Regions from separate parts of the Mus musculus genome. Here region 1 is linked to region 2. Evidence: chromatin contacts called from public Hi-C data. All regions are on one chromosome and are shown on one strand. The core of a region is the stretch at or near the end of the contact, and the rest is flanking DNA. Distances in the headings are between cores, read along the strand shown.

The links. Hi-C and Micro-C count contacts between places; a contact is called where the count stands out from the background.
Region 1: a Hi-C map of pre-B cells shows a contact between it and region 2, with 2.5 times the contacts expected there. The contact joins two enhancer-like sites. A contact is called at or near these places in 8 of 484 Hi-C or Micro-C datasets (CD4 T cells, LSK cells, the P5424 cell line and 5 more), 6 of 115 datasets of contacts at active chromatin or transcription factors (the 230-238 cell line, effector CD8 T cells, large pre-B cells and 3 more) and 1 of 9 other capture datasets (liver).

The regions. Positions count from the first base shown.
Region 1 is chr1:138,514,139-138,519,354 of GRCm38.p6, reverse strand. It overlaps Nek7 (NIMA (never in mitosis gene a)-related expressed kinase 7), which reads left to right. Exons shown (of 10, transcript NM_021605.4): 6 at 2,719-2,827; 7 at 3,623-3,730. Among named protein-coding and RNA genes, the nearest start is that of Nek7, 100 kb to the left of the region's middle. Within about 2 kb of position 2,249, at least 101 of the 459 cell types and tissues checked have an H3K27ac peak or open chromatin away from gene starts, as enhancers often do. A contact at or near this core is called in the P5424 cell line, pre-B cells and pro-B cells, where this site is marked.
Region 2 is chr1:138,122,123-138,126,855 of GRCm38.p6, reverse strand. It overlaps Ptprc (protein tyrosine phosphatase, receptor type, C), which reads left to right. Exons shown (of 32, transcript NM_001111316.2): 2 at 530-553; 3 at 4,272-4,400. Among named protein-coding and RNA genes, the nearest start is that of Ptprc, 51 kb to the left of the region's middle. Within about 2 kb of position 1,380, at least 25 of the 459 cell types and tissues checked have an H3K27ac peak or open chromatin away from gene starts, as enhancers often do. A contact at or near this core is called in the P5424 cell line, pre-B cells and pro-B cells, where this site is marked.

The DNA of each region.
Region 1 (5,216 bases), core at 1,000-3,499, 390 kb before region 2:
ATTACAGGGATATCTAGCGTTCAGAAAGTAGGAGTTTTGAAAAGCGTTGCTATCCTGCTAGCGAATAAAAAATTCCCATTTTAAAGAGGTGTGTGACTCTGAGAAAGTTGAGCACTGCTGATGTCAACCTTGCAGCCTTGTATTAAAAGTGAGTCAGGAATTTCTGTAGCTTTGTTCCCCACCCTCTCTTAGGAGGCAGGCAATAGTGCCACGGTGAGAACCGATAGGTTTGCAACATTGTAGCTGTTGCTTCCGGAAACAGCCGAAGCCCTCCTTTTAAAGACTCTTTGACAAGCCCAAGCGTTTAAGTAGACAGTTTAGAAACTGAGGACCACCAGTCGAATAATCAGACTTTATTGCCTGGTAGTCAAGTTCATGTTGTTCTTCAGTGAGATTCCTAAGGTTTGTCAGGTCAGCATGACACTCATGCCAGGTTGCTTTCCTCCCTTTTAATTTGTTATAGGAAACAGTATCTGAGAAGAATTTATACTGCCAGGTCTTCTTCACCCTAATGTGCATTTTGTGTCCAGGGTTTTTCCTGTGTCCCTTTTATATTTTGTCTTTTAATAATGAGACTTGAAAAGAAACAGAAACACACCAACACTTACAATAATTAAGAAAAAGAGGCCATGGATTTGAAAGAATTCAAGGGGCAGGGGTGGGGTGGGAGGGTGGGGTACGTGGGAAGGTTTGGAACAGGGAAATGAGGTAATTATATTACAGTCTTCGTTTTTAAGTTATTTAAAATAATCAACTGCCAAGTTGATTATGGTTATGATGAGTTTAGACTCTGTTAAAGCATTAAATTTTTCTTCCATGTTCTAATGTCTACTTGATGCAGTGCATCTTTGAATGAAGAGACCCGGTACCCGTCTTGCTGTTGGCATCAGTCATCCCTCTGATGTGTTAATGTGGCATAGGGGGGTGCATGCACGGGCATTATTGGATGCGTTCCAAGTCTCAAGGAAAATTATGTGTAAAGAGCTGAATTTTCAGTATTGTCTCCTTCCAGTGAAAACTGATGTTGACACAGTCTGCCATAAAAGAAAACCTTCCTATTGAAACCCAATATGGGCATTTCTCCATAGTTAGAAGGACAGTGGTCTACTTTCATTATTACCTGGTCATTTAGAATAGGTTACTGACTTACTTGCTAATGAAATTGCAAAAAGTAATTGATTTTTCAGCCATGTGCTATGTAGGAAAAATTAGCCTAGTATTCTTACCTTTTTTTAAACAGACATTTTTTCTTCCTCTAGCAAGTGGGCACAGTGGCAGGGGGGTGTTGGTTGTTGCTGATGGAAAAGGACTCCAGTAGTTTCCCTGTAGCTTTGCCATTTTAGCCAGCCCTCAGCTGGCCACAGGTGCGACTCAGAAGGGCTGGCTTTTCACTTTCTCAAATATAGGGTTTTTTTTTTTTTTTTGCATTCAATACCAAAAAATTAATTGGTTGAACTTTTCCAAATGTGGTTTTCAAATACAGTAAAAAAACAGATTTAAAAGTTGATGTTAGGACATATGCTTCATAAAGTTAAGATTTTTTTTTAAAGCTTTGTAGGAAAAAAAAAAGCTGTTTAAAGGTACCGTTTCTTCATGTTGGTAATTTATAAGTACTATTCAGTAAGAAACCCACTGCACTGTTGTTTTTAAAAATGATTTTTATATACAGAGTATCCAGTGGGGCTGAGAGCTTGGATCTTGCTATGCTGCTTTCATAGTTTCCTGTTAAACTTAAGACAGGAAACTGGACGACGCTGCTCTGTAGCTGTGGGCTTCTGGTTGTGTTTAGCAGTTTCCCTTTCAGTCTCTGGACCCCTCCCTCCGACAGCCTGTTGATACTCTCAGTGCTTTGCTTCAGCTTTCCTGTGACCATCTCACTCTCCAGAACGTAGTTTCATCCATTCAAAAGACAGCTTTGCTTTGTTATGTGCAGTGAATACACTCATGAAAACTTTTATACCATGACTTAAGTTTTAGTAAATTATGGTGTTTCTAGTCACCCATGCAGCTCAACCTTTAACTAGAATTCTAGAGTGGAGACATTTGCCTGAAGCAGGACTGTCTTTTGTTTGTTTGTTATTTCTATTTTTGTTGTTGTTGGTGGTGGTGGTTTTTAAGACTAAGTCCTATGTGCTAGGCTGGCTACATACTCCTTACCTCGCTGAAGATAAGCTTGCCCTTCTGCTCTCTGGCACCTGCCTCCCAAGTGCTGGGCTTGCACTTTTGACTCACCCACTTCCTCTGTCTCACAAGTGCTAAGCTTGCAGGCATGCAACACCATGCTTGTTCTTGTGGTGCTGTAGATGGAACCCAGGCATGCTAGACACACACTTTAATCAGCTAATGCAACATACTCAGTAAGAGTGGTCTTTTAGCGAGTCTACTTTAATATTTCTTCATTTCCTAAAACCGTAGTCCTTCTTGAAATGAGATGTGAGATAAGTCATTTTAGATAGATGTATTTTTTTAAAAGTAGTTGGACATTACAGAGTAGTAGTGTTCCATAGCTTAAGAACAAATAGGAGGAAATGTAAGTCATTCTGTCAAGTGAAATTTCTGGAGTCGTCTTAGTATGGAAAATTATACTTTAAAAAATAATAACGAGGGGATAAAAGTTGATTTTTTTCTGACTTACTGATTCGCAATGCTGGAATTCAACTTTAAGAAATCTGATTTCTCAGAATCACTAATTTTTTTTTAAAAAAATATTTTAAACAGCACTTTAAGAAACAAAAGAGGCTAATCCCTGAGAGAACCGTTTGGAAATACTTCGTTCAGCTCTGCAGTGCACTGGACCACATGCATTCTCGAAGAGTCATGCACAGAGGTAAGAGAAGCACGGGAAGTCTGCAGCAGCATCTTAAGTGACATTCGCCACCAAGCACTTTAAGATAGCTTCCATTCAGTCCACGGCATTACCTGTTTTTCATAATTTATGTCTAAATTATAATTTGTCAGGACTGTAAGCGTTAAAGTGAAGCCCTGCTTTATGATAAATAATGCGAATTATGCTTTGCCCGACTTCTCTCAATACCTTGCTGGTTCTCTGGGTGAGAAAGGGAAGCTGTGGGGGACAGTGCATGTGCATTAGGAAGAGGGTTTGTCGTGTCTCCTCCAGACAAGCAGACTGTGGCATCCCAGCCTCAGGCCTTCAGGGATGCTTCATGGTCAGTCCAGTTGTTGGGCAGACATAATGCACTCAAGTCACTAAGTGACTGATCCACTTATTTGGGGCTGTCAGATCTGAAGCAAATTATTTAGGGAATTGTGATTTCTGAAGCCATGAAATGAATACAATGTACATAATATTGCTAAGGTATGATTTTATAACTTGTGTAAATGTACCAATTCCTTTTTCAGCAGCATGTTATTTAACACCATTAAACAAAGGGGGACACATGTTTATTTTGTGCCTTAAATTTTCACCCGTATTCCTTGTGATATTAATTGGACTAAGAAGTTTGAAATATATGAGAATAATTCAAAATATAGTGAGTGACTTTCGGTTCAGACCTTCATATTTAATAGACATTTTGAATCCTTCCACAGGAGGAAATTTCGTATTCCTTTCAGATTCCCAAACTTATAGCATCTCTCACCTGATCTCTTCATTTATCCACAGATATAAAACCAGCTAATGTGTTCATTACAGCCACTGGGGTAGTAAAACTCGGAGACCTTGGGCTTGGTCGGTTTTTCAGCTCCAAAACCACAGCTGCACATTCTTTAGGTAAGAGGCATGATTTCACCGCTTCAGTCCGTTACGTGTGTGATTGTGTTGGTCACGGTTTAAAACAGGTCACACCAGCTCTACGGCGCTGCTTGCCTAGGAGTCAGCTGCTCCTGACAGGTGCTCACAGTTCCCTCTTACCTTTTACACGATTGCTTATTTAAACTGAAGCAGGCCCTGAGGTTTTTGTTGTTTGTGCTGGTTTTTTGAATAATACTGATAAGCCTGGCTTTTACTGTTGCCATGGAGAACTCCTTTTGTCTTATTTGTAATGACTGTGAGCTAATGGAAAACTGTATTTTGGAAGAAGTCTTCACTGGATATTTTTTAAATGCCAGAGGTAATAATTCATACATGTTTATTTATTCAATGGGCGTGTAACTGTGATAACTATTAAGAGAGAAAACCTAAGGATGATGACTCATAGTGAATGAAGAGAAACAAAATTTCTCTATTTACAGAATGGAAGAAATACCCACAGTTGATTCATTTTTGAGTTAACATTATTTTGATGTCCCTTTGCACCTAAAATAGAATTGATGTAACTACCAACACTGTATTAGCAATGGGAAGAAAAATTATTTTGGATCAGAAACAATAAAAATTCCTAGAAGAAATGTTTTTTAACTTGTGTTAAAAGTAGATTATCTCATGACTCCCCAAGTCACCTTTTTTCTTCTAGTGCATATAAAATACAGGAAGTGTTGATTTTTAAAATAAGAACTAAAACAAAATTAAGTTGGCCTTAATTTAGTTGTGTCTATCTTTGCTGTCATAATTTCCTTGAAAGTCATTAATTCTTTGAAAGCAGTCTTTAGATGTGGAGTGAGGAGCTTTTAAATGGGCTCTTAAAGAACAGTGATGTAAACTAAATAGCCAAACAGGGAAATAAGCTTCCGGATACATGGCTGGAGACATTTGAAGGCGTTTGTTCCTAAGCATTGTTCCTGAGCTTCCGTGCACCTTGAATCTATCACTTATTAATATTTTGTTTCTAGAGTAGACTTTGGCTTGACGGACAGTGTCGTGGAAATGCTTACACTTCCCTGAATTTCACTTTGTTAGTTATGGAGAACATATGATTCCACACTGATGTCCTGAAGCAGTTAGTTCCTTCACATTTCACACTTACAGTCACATAACTACAAGGCCTTTTCCAGGTATAAGATTTTGATCTGAAACCTCATAAGGAATCAGCAAATTTGCATAACCCTTTGATAAAGTTTTATTGGAGAAGTTACAATTCTTATAGTAGGTGTGGTAGACAATTTCTAGGAAGAAGCCATAGCCCTTCCTACTAAAGACACTGCCACTCTGTGCTGCTCCTCTGATTGCTGTCCTAACAACACCTTGTCAGTAACTCACTTGAAACACTAGTTTATCATTGCATGTGCACACACACTAATTGCACGTGCTTGTACACACATGCCACTTGTTTAAATGCTGCGTTGCAGTCACTCTTGAGTAGGCTGTAGTGTTTGAGCTT
Region 2 (4,733 bases), core at 131-2,630:
GGGGCTGCCACCTGAGTGTTTCAGGGATGCGTTTCACTCCAGTGTATTCGCCCATTGAGACCTTCTTATTGAGAGCATCATCACGAATTTGTGTGTGTGTGTGTGTGTGTGTGTGTGTGTGTGTGTGTGCGCGCGCGTGCACGCGCGCTTCTGGTACTCTTTGCATTTTTTTTTTTTTTGCTTCTAACTTAGTTCTATCTTGTGCTCATTTACAAAAATATTGATTCAAAATTCAAAAAAAGTGTCTATAGCCCTCCCGTTACAGGAATTGCTCTATAGGCTGACTCCAAACTGTGAACCCCGCCCCCCCACGCCTTCCTCTTCCTTTAGGACCACATCTTAGGTCATCCATTAGGTCAGCCTGTAGCTGTCTTCAAAACATCAAAACATTAACAGAAAGAAAAATTGGGAACTTGCTTTCATTAAGATGATATGTGCTGAAAATAAATATGAATAAAGTATATGATGTATACTTGCATGTATGCTTTAAATCTCAAAATTTCTAAAAGTGTGTTTATTTTTTTTTCAGGGCAAACACCTACACCCAGTGATGGTAAGAATTAATATTTGACTTTTAATATTTTATTTTTGTTACAACAATCATGTAGTTAATATAGATAAAGTTTTATACTTATTTGGAAAGAAGTTTAAAGAAGAAATTGTATAATAATGTGTGGTTCCTCACTGTCACATGCTCTTAAAATTCTTTCTAATATTAAATTTAGTGAATAGTTGAACATTCTTTAAATTTCATAATTATTATTGTGTTCAATTTAAAGTTTAACATTTCATTAAATTGACAATAAATGGCATAGAGAGTTTCTAATCCTTTTAAAAATTTAAGACTGTAAATAAATTTTGAAAATCTGTACATGGGATAAGATTTAAACAGAGAGAAAAAAACTGATCAGAATATATTGCATAAGAATATTCTTTTTTTAAAAAAAGCATTGAATTAGAAATGGGGTAGGAAGCCTAAAAACAACGTCACATGTTTTGTTATATAAGGACAAATGCATTATATAAATTAATTGGATCTAGAGTTCACTTATATTTAGATTTTAATAAAGGTTCACTTTTATTTAAAATTTCATTTTATAATGTTTTTTCAAGAGTAATTTGCCCTTTTTAAAGTTATGCTTGGAGATCTAATATTAAGATATGCTGCATTAATAGTTTACAAAGTTTCCTACTGTAATTCAATTAATTTTTTTCTAAAAGCTTTTGAGAAAATCAATGTAAATAGTGCTCATGCTGCCAGTGTGTTAAAAATTCTTTAATGACCAAATATAGATGTTAAAATTCTCTAAAGCCTAAACACACAGAGGAAGTGACCTGCAGGTGGGTAAAGGGAAGTTAGATCCCTTGCATGTTTCTGTTGCTGTAAATGCTTGTTTCCTGGTTAATCATGTGACTGACAGTATGTCTTAAGAAGGTAAGTGAGACCGTAAAACATGAGTGTTTTAATAACTTAAATGCACATTTCAAGGGGAGCAAATCTGAAATGCTAAAAGTTGATTATCCTAGGAATTATTTGTCATTAAATGCAACACTATGCAGATACTTACAAATCCCACTCCTGAGCCTTTAAAAAAAACCACATTCTTTTATTTTTTCAATGTCTAATATTGGAATTGTATAGTTTTAGTGTGTGGCAGAGACATTTGATAAAACACTTGCTGCAGAGCAGGTTGTGATTGGTTTATGCCAATTTCTTAAGTGAAATTTGACATTTTCCTTTACAAAATATTAAGCTACTCTCAGCTCACGTAGACGAGACATTGTTGCAGGAGAGGAAGGTGATGGGATGGAATGATAGCTTATTCTCTTACCTTGTTGAAAGTTAAGTTAGAATTGTGGCCTATAATACAAAGAGGAGCAGTGTCCCCAAATATCACCAATAGAAGATAATCAGTGAAAAACTCAGAATGTTCAAAATGAGGATTCAGGGACACTAGAGAATTGGCAAATTTGCAGTCATAGATTTTACTGCTGAGACTTGAACTTAAGTGTCTGCGAAGATATTAACACGAGAGACTTCTCTGAAGACATCTTCATACACCAAGGACTGAATTTGCTTTGCTGGAAAATGTCTTGAGGAACCACACTCTTCAAAGCAGCTTGGGTTTTTAACATTGAGGGTTTAAAATCCAAAAGCCTTTTGTAGTTGGTTTACTCCAAGGGAGTGTCAGTGTGTTTGATGGACAACTTGCTGCAATATTCTCTCAGGCCAGGAGACCATTGCAACCTTTCCAATTAGTTGATCTAACCAAAAAATAAATTGTCATCTGTAAAAGGGCGCTGAGTTAACACTATGTGCACCAGATTTAAAAATCCCTCCTTCCACCTCTCTTCTCTCCCTCTCTGCTTTTCTGTTTCCCACTTCCTCCTTCCTTTTTAAAAAATTTGGTCTTCCTTTTAATTCAATGCATAGTGGGTGAGGGACAATTAGGTTAGAAGAGTGGTCCTGAATATGAGAGGTATGTCTTACCTCTAGTTCAATTTGCAAAGGTTGTTTTAGTCTTTATTTGTTAAAGTGCAACTAGTTTTGAGGAAGTGAATCTTCAAAAACTGCGTATTTTAATACTCAAAGACGTTAATACACATTAAGCAAGGGACAATTAAAAATAACATCCCTAATAATCCGAGAGAGAGAACATGATGATTTTAAAAACTAAATTTAGGGGACTTTGGAGATGGCTCAGTGGATAAGAGAACAGGTGTCCTGAGTCCATTCCAGAGGTGAGTTCAGTTCCCAGAAACCATATGGTGGCTTACAACCATCTGTAATGGGATTTGGTGCCCTCTTCTGGCGATCAAGTTACATGCAGATAGATTTTATATATATGTGTATATATATATATATATATATATATATATATATATATATATATATATATGTAATTAAACAAAACTAAATTATAGATTATATATATTTATATATGTAATTAAACAAAACTAAATTTGATTTATTTCTCTTTTCACAAAAATAAAAACATTTTAAATAAAGGAAAACAGAGAAGTGTTTGATTTACCCCATGTGCAAACTCCTTGCAGACAGCTTACATATCCACACCCACTGAACAGTATTATCTTTCACTCCCTTCTGACACATCTGCCCTTTAGAACAGTAAGTTAGAACAAGTTTATTTCAGCATCACATGTCTCTGATTAAAAGGCAAACACATTTTCATAGTTTTATAAGAGCAGATCACTTGCACTTCAGTTTGTGAGTTTTGTTTTCAGGTTTTGCTTATAGAACTCTCCCTTGGCTTCATTTGATTGATTGGCTTATCTTTTGAATCTACACATGCAGGACAATTTGTTTCTAGACAGGGGCTCCTGATTTAGTTCAAGCTGCCTAGAACTTGCAGTCAGCTCTTGAGTGATGGAGCTACAGACATGACCCATAGACCGGATTCACCCAGAGTTTTTCCTTTCCTTTCCTTTCCTTTCCTTTCCTTTCCTTTCCTTTCCTTTCCTTTCCTTTCCTTTCCTTTCCTTCCCTTCCCTTCCCTTCCCTTCCCTTCCCTTCCCTTCCCTTCCCTTCCCTTTCCTTTCCTTTCCTTTCCTATTCTCTTTTCTTTTCTTTTCTTTTCTTTTCTTTTCTTTTCTTTTCTTTTCTTTTCTTTTCCTTTCTTTGCTTTATTCCACGTGGAATCCAAAGTCTCCTAATGATTAATTTCTGGCGTTATCCTTCTCCACCATTGCTTACAATCTGTAAGTCTTTTCAAGTTTCCTTTAGACATTTTTACAAATTAGGTTTCATTCTTCTGAATCCAGTTGCTTTGGGTAGCTCCCCAACGATTAGATTGGAAGAGAGCTAAGAGGAACTGCTTCCCAGTCAATTTTCACATCTTTATTATTAACTTTTATTATATAATTTGTATCTATATATGCATATGTAGTTAGAAATCTATAGCCATGTGTGTGTGTGTGTGTGTGTGTATGGGTCATGTGAGTATATGTGCCTATGTATGTTGCCTGAGTATACTTGTCTGTATATATACTTATATATTTTTCTTTGTGTATATATATATCTATACGTATGTACATATGGAAGTATGTGTGTATGTATGCATGTATATTTGTGTATGTATGTGTTTGTGTATATGTGTGCAGATGTGGAAGTATGCAGACACACTCTATAGCACATAAGCTTGGTATATGTGTGTGGGGTTAGGAAGCTGAATATGAACATGTATATGAATGGACATTTTTGGGACATGATTGATATATTCCTTCTCTTCTTCCATCCATTAACATAACAGAACTGAGCACAACAGAGAATGCCCTTCTTCTGCCTCAAAGTGACCCCTTACCTGCTCGCACCACTGAATCCACACCCCCAAGCATCTCTGAAAGAGGAAATGGCTCTTCAGAGACCACATATCATCCAGGTGACCACTCAAGCCAGGCCCTCCCAGAAACTTGGATAATGCTGGTATTCTTATTATGACAGGTTGACACACAAACTTTCCTAACCAAAATGATATTGGGGGTGAATTTGCCTTTCAGAATCTTTCTAAAGTGATCAATCATTTACGTTACATGTGCAGTTTCAAAGTATTTTTCTTCAAGATAATAAAATACAGGTGACAGCAGACATTGGGAAAGGTTGCTTAGTGAAAATAATACAGGGATGGTGCTCAGGAGATGGTAAAGGTGTAATAGAGGATTCCCTACAAATAACCAGGGAAAGTGCCCTAGGTTCACTGCATCTGTGTGGCTGC